Regions from separate parts of the Mus musculus genome. Here region 2 is linked to region 1. A link is a contact called in public HiChIP or PLAC-seq data. All regions are on one chromosome and are shown on one strand. Each heading gives the region's core, a stretch centred on a gene start, on an enhancer-like site or on the middle of the called end of the contact. The rest is flanking DNA. Distances are from core to core; before and after follow the strand shown. Region 1 overlaps Rad51b (RAD51 paralog B). Region 2 overlaps Rad51b (RAD51 paralog B).

The links. HiChIP or PLAC-seq counts read pairs in DNA pulled down with a chosen protein or histone mark.
Region 2: a contact with region 1 is called in an H3K27ac HiChIP or PLAC-seq map of regulatory T cells, with 4 times the contacts expected there. The contact joins two enhancer-like sites. A contact is called at or near these places in 1 of 39 promoter capture datasets (embryonic stem cells), 6 of 15 datasets of contacts at CTCF or cohesin (the G1E-ER4 cell line, the NIH/3T3 cell line, embryonic stem cells and 3 more), 66 of 484 Hi-C or Micro-C datasets (the AML12 cell line, B cells, the C2C12 cell line and 27 more), 16 of 115 datasets of contacts at active chromatin or transcription factors (Th17 cells, astrocytes, bone marrow-derived dendritic cells and 8 more) and 2 of 9 other capture datasets (bone marrow-derived macrophages and embryonic stem cells).

The regions. Positions count from the first base shown.
Region 1 is chr12:79,624,602-79,627,301 of GRCm38.p6, reverse strand. The region is part of intron 7 of Rad51b (RAD51 paralog B); the gene reads right to left. Among named protein-coding and RNA genes, the nearest start is that of Gm36048, 170 kb to the left of the region's middle. Within about 2 kb of position 1,406, at least 85 of the 459 cell types and tissues checked have an H3K27ac peak or open chromatin away from gene starts, as enhancers often do. A contact at or near this core is called in heart atrium and regulatory T cells, where this site is marked.
Region 2 is chr12:79,771,887-79,774,586 of GRCm38.p6, reverse strand. The region is part of intron 9 of Rad51b (RAD51 paralog B); the gene reads right to left. Among named protein-coding and RNA genes, the nearest start is that of Gm36048, 26 kb to the left of the region's middle. Within about 2 kb of position 1,341, at least 11 of the 459 cell types and tissues checked have an H3K27ac peak or open chromatin away from gene starts, as enhancers often do. A contact at or near this core is called in heart atrium and regulatory T cells, where this site is marked.

The DNA.
Region 1 (2,700 bases), core at 157-2,656:
AATATATATATATATATATATATATATATATATATATATATATATATATATATATAATTTTTTTATTTTTTTGAGCAGCATGTCTTTAACCCTACCACCACTGAGAGTTATGGGAAGGATTCCAACTTCAGGGGAAGTGACTCAGAATTCTATTAGCCTGCTAAAGGATTTGTGAGGGGGACTGGTAGGCAGGTGAAAACCCCACAGCAAGGGTCCATGGATACAAGGATCAATTGCACTGAAATGGAGATATGAGCTGTTTATCAGTTCTCCCAGTCTCTGAGTGTTTCTGCATCTGATTAAACCCTCTTCCTTTGGATGGTGGGGAGGTGGGGACAGGGTAAGGGAACTTTTCTCCAGAACAACCTGTGACAGGGGCTGGCAGCGGCAACCCTCACTTCCCTAACCCCTGGCTTCTTCCCACCCCATCCCAGCCTCAGAAAAGCAGAAGGTAGAAGCAGAAGGTCATCTGCTCTGACCCTGCTCTTCTCTGTGTCTACCTATAGCACTGCAAACTCAGGTGCTGTACCTACACACAGTAACGTTCATAGGACAAATGCACAATGAAGTCCTCCTAGAAGGTGGGACAGTCTCGAGGGAAGGAGCTTAATATCCACCTAGAAAGGCTTACAATAGCAAGCCCATGGTTAGTGCCGTTTTGAGCCATTCCTTCATAGGAGGGAAAAGTGCACCCATGACTGGCCAGATTCCCTTGGCAGCCTGACTCAGGAGTCTCAGGTCTCTGGTCTCTATCCTTGTCTTTACCAGAAATCCTTCCACCTTGCCCCTTCTCTTAAGTCCTTTGCCAGTTCACACCTGCTACTGTTTTAGGTGTTGGGTGTGAATATGAACCCCAGATCCGTTGATTAATACACTAGTGAATAAGCAGGGATTGGAGGCAGAGGGTCACGTTTTACGTGGGAGTTGCATTCTCAAGTTAGCAAAATTATCACTGTCAAAATTACCCTGGGGAATCCCTTAAGCCTCCCAGTACAAGACACTTGTTTTTGCAGTTATAGAGCTGCACAGTAATGTGTGTATACGGTAATATGCATAGCACTTTTACTATGGACAAGTGTCACATACAGACCTGAAGTAGCTTTAATTATGTAGCAGAAAGGGTTCCCAGTTGAACTTGAAAAAAAAAATAATAAATGAGATGCTGATGCTACAACCCAGTATCTTTCACCTCAACTCCCACAGGCTTTTTACACACTTCTAAATAGGCTTAAGGGCTCCATTTACATGAAAAGGCAGACAGCTCCGGGAACCTTTGAGGCCTTCTCATAAGATACACAATCGCCACAAAAGGAAAGGAGAGAGCATTCTTTCACACACATCTCTTTCCTGTTTTTGCCTTGTGGCAGGAACAAAAAAAAAAAAAAAAAAACTGAAAGAGAAAGCCAGTAAAAGCTGCAGGCAGTTAACTTCTGCACCAGGCTGTGGAACAGGCCAAGTTTTAGAAGGCTTCCTTAAACTGTGACATTCGCAGCACAAAGCCCAGAGATGCAGTCTTCATGACAGGGTGGCCTAAAATCTGTGAAGGACAGGAAGTTTTCTCAAAATAAAGAAGCCTTCTAGTTGACCTGGAGTAAAACAATGGTTAGATAAGGCCCTTTAACAATTAATGGAAGATAAATGGCTTTTGTGAATGTGCTTATTGTTTCGAAGAATTTACATAAGGACATCCTTTGAAGTGTTTTATTTAAATTATTTTCATGAAGTCTGATTATATTCTTTCCAGACCTTCCCTGCTTTCTACCCAACCAACTTCATGTTCTTTTCACAGTCTATCAAAAAAGAAAAAAGAAAAAAAGAAAGAAAAAGAAAGAAAAGAAAAGAAAAAAGAAAAAGAAAGGAAGGAAGAAGGAAAGGAAAAGACAAAACAAAACTAAAATCAATAGACATAAGGACATCTTTAAATATGGTATAAGTCACACACCTGCAGTTACACTACCGAGCAGGCAGAGGCAGGAGGATCTGAATTTGAGAACAAGTTGGCCTGCAGGCAAGGCCCTTTCCCCTTATCTCATCTCTCCTCTCCTCCCCCGTCCCATCCTCTTCCCTCGCTCCTCTCCTCTCCTCTCCTCTCCTCTCCTCTCCTCTCCTCTCCTCTCCTCTCCTCTCCTCTCCTCTCCTCTCCCATCATCTCTCCTCTCTAAACTGCCCCCCTTTTCCTCTCCTGTATGTCCCATACCATTGCATTAGGTAATTGTTTACACTGGCCATTGAACATTAAATGAAAGAATGTGGCCTTATAGAATGATGGGATGCAATAAATACTGATTAAAGTTATGGCACATTTGGCATATTGAGCGTTTTAAATGAAAAAAAAAATTGAGTAAACTGGAAAAGTAAGAAAGACTCCCTGACCTTCCCTCCTGAAGATGCAGATGTGGCAGGCATCTTCCTCTCTCCCTGAAAGGAAGGAAAGATAAGCAAACAGGGCAGGAAGCATCTGAATAAACCAAACGGCCTTTCTAAGGTCTCCTCTCCTCGAGTCACTCCCAGAGGGCTATAACCTCTTTTTATCCAAACATAAGTCTATACAAGTGCCCATACTTGATCAAAGCTAGCCATAAAAGTAGAGTTTTCCTTGTGGCTGAGCCTTCATTCTAAGATACCTAAGACTTTGGTTAAACTGTCAATCTGTCCTTCAGTTTTGGGGTGTTAACCAGAAACCATGCAATGGGCAAAGAA
Region 2 (2,700 bases), core at 92-2,591, 150 kb before region 1:
CTACAAAAATAAGGGCATATGGTTTAACACACTAATAAATATATTCTTTATCCACACATATGTTTCCTACACTTTTTCGGTGTTTCAGGGTTTTTTTATTTTTTGAGATGGTGGTAACAACTAATTTTACAACTCTACTTTGACAAAAAAAAAAAAAAGCTTTCATTTTTATTTAGACTTTTAAAGTCTCTAAAGTGCTCAGAATCTCCTAGGAAAGATCCACTCTTGGAGTCCATGATCTGTCATAGCTGAAAGTTAGAATAAAGGGCCTTCAACGGAAGGGCCAGGCACCAACTGCACCTGTGTTTTTAACTGAATGTGCCCAAGGCCTTAAGAGACAGCTCCCTTTCCTGGGATCCATTAAGAAATGGTGATAGCAGGCATACTGATTTTTTCTTGATAAAAATGTTGTTATTATTATTATTATTATTATGATGATGATGATGATATATGTGTGTTTTGCTTGAATGTATGTTTGTGCTCCACATTCATGCAGTGACTGTAGAGGCCAGAAGAGGGTGCTGGATCCTTGTAACTGGATATACAGATTGTTGTAAGCTGCCATGCAGGTGCTGGGAACCAAACTTGGATCCTCAGGAAGAGCAGACAGTGCTCTTAACAACTGAGCCACCCCTCCAGCCCCTAGCCACTGGCTTTTTTCCAAGGAACCATTTCAGGTGTGTGTGTATTTCTTAAGTGTGGAGATAGTCATAGGGGTTGTTGACTTGGTAACAGTGTTGTCCTTTTCTCTATTAGACCCGTGTATATGCTCTATGACACCAACTCAACATAACCGTGGTCATAGCATCCTTTCAAGTAGAATTTCCTCAGATTTTTCCTTATCTACTTACTTGCCCTCCTACCTACCTCCTTACTTACCTTCCTACTTACCTGGTGGTCTGAAGAAAGAAAGAAAGAAAGAAAGAAAGAAAGAAAGAAAGAAAGAAAGAAAGAAAGAAAGAAAGAAAGAAAGAAAGAAAAAGAAAGCAAGCCCAAGTCTTTAAAAGCCACCATTTTCCAAATCTGTACAATACCTGTTTAAGAGCATTTCTGATTGAGGAGTATGGGCAAAAGTTCAGATTTCACACTTGAGCAGTCTGAAAAGGGAGGCAACGTTCATACTCAAGGCAATGCACTTGGCTGGAATTCCATGTTCCCTTGGCTGTTTCTACAGACATTTCTGCTTAAAAGAAGGTCCTCCCACCCAGTCGCATGGCCAAACTCTCTTTTGCATATGTGATCTGTGATCACTCTTCCCCACCCCCCACTTCTCCCCTGCTCTCTCTCTTTACCTACACAGAGCAGACAAGCAGATGTGCTGGGGTGAAAAGCGAGCGAGATGGTATGATTACCTAGAAGCTGTCTGTGAGAACAGTTTATGTTTGTGTTAAGGCTTAACTAAGTATGATCTCTCTGGAGCAGAAATCTTCAGAGAGATCTGAAAGCAAGGAGACACAAAACTGTGTCTGACTGTGGCTTACATCAACCTAACATCATTTAATGTCTGTGAGTGAACACAGGCATACACCTCATATTGTGGCCAATTCTACCTTAAGGACTTTTGTGTACCCTCAAGTACTCAAGCCACCTGCCCCTAAAGGTGGCTCTCTCATGTGACATGGGCCATGTTTAGGGCTCTGGCTTGGTTATTCTAGTAGACTGGCTCCAGTTCTTCCATAGATCCCAGCAAATTGCTTCTGAACTGTCTTTGTGGTCAATAGTCCCATTACACTGCTATGCAGATGTCTGCTCGCAGTAGTAATCTGAAGTGGAACTTTTTAGCTGACTACTGGGGCTCTAAGGAACTACTAAACTGCGACATTCAGTATGGGGAAGAGTAACTCAAGGCTGGGTTCATGTATTAATAAAAAAAATGTTTCCTTCTCATCATTTGTTTTATGACGATTGCCTGGGACTTGCCTCCTGTCACCTTAGCACACTAAGAAGGATTTGTCCACCTCTTTCCTTTTCACCTTCCATCAGAACCAAGACCTTACATGTATGTCACACAACGTCCTCAGCTCTGAAGCTACATCTTCACTGAGCTCCTAATTTGGGGCTTGTGAGTACAAGAAGAGACCTAAGTGTCCATACAACTGTAATCCAGAGGGAAGTGGGGGAGGGGGGTGTCAATGAAGGCTTATGTCTTCGCAGTGACAAAGACTGGGCCTTTGACAAGTATAAAATGGATTCTGAGAAAACTCCATCATCAGAAAGGAAACACTGGCTACTCAAGTCCAGGACCGCCAACAACCTATGGCACTGAGGAAAGCCACAGATCCAAATCAGGATTGGGACTTGAGTCTACAGTATTGGTCTTATCAACATATGGGCTCATCCCTCAAGTGTTCAATAACTTTAGGGTGCCTCCCGAGCAGAAGATGAAAATACCGTTATAAAGTCTATTCAAATAAACTGCCTATATGAAATGACTACTTCCTCCCAATCTGTTGAAATAGGAGAGTCATAATATTTATTTCGTCAAGAGGGTGTGAGGCTTAGCCAGGATTAATTTGTTTCATTACTCCTTCTTGGGCACTTCAAAATTTATATAATGCCATATGTGGTTTGTAGGAACAGGCTTCATGAGGATTTGATGGAAAATACTCTGAAGGTTCCATCAGGTTTTGCATCATTTCAAGCACAGCCACCTACGCTCCAACTTTCTGAGTCACCACAGGGAACCCGATGCTTCAAAAA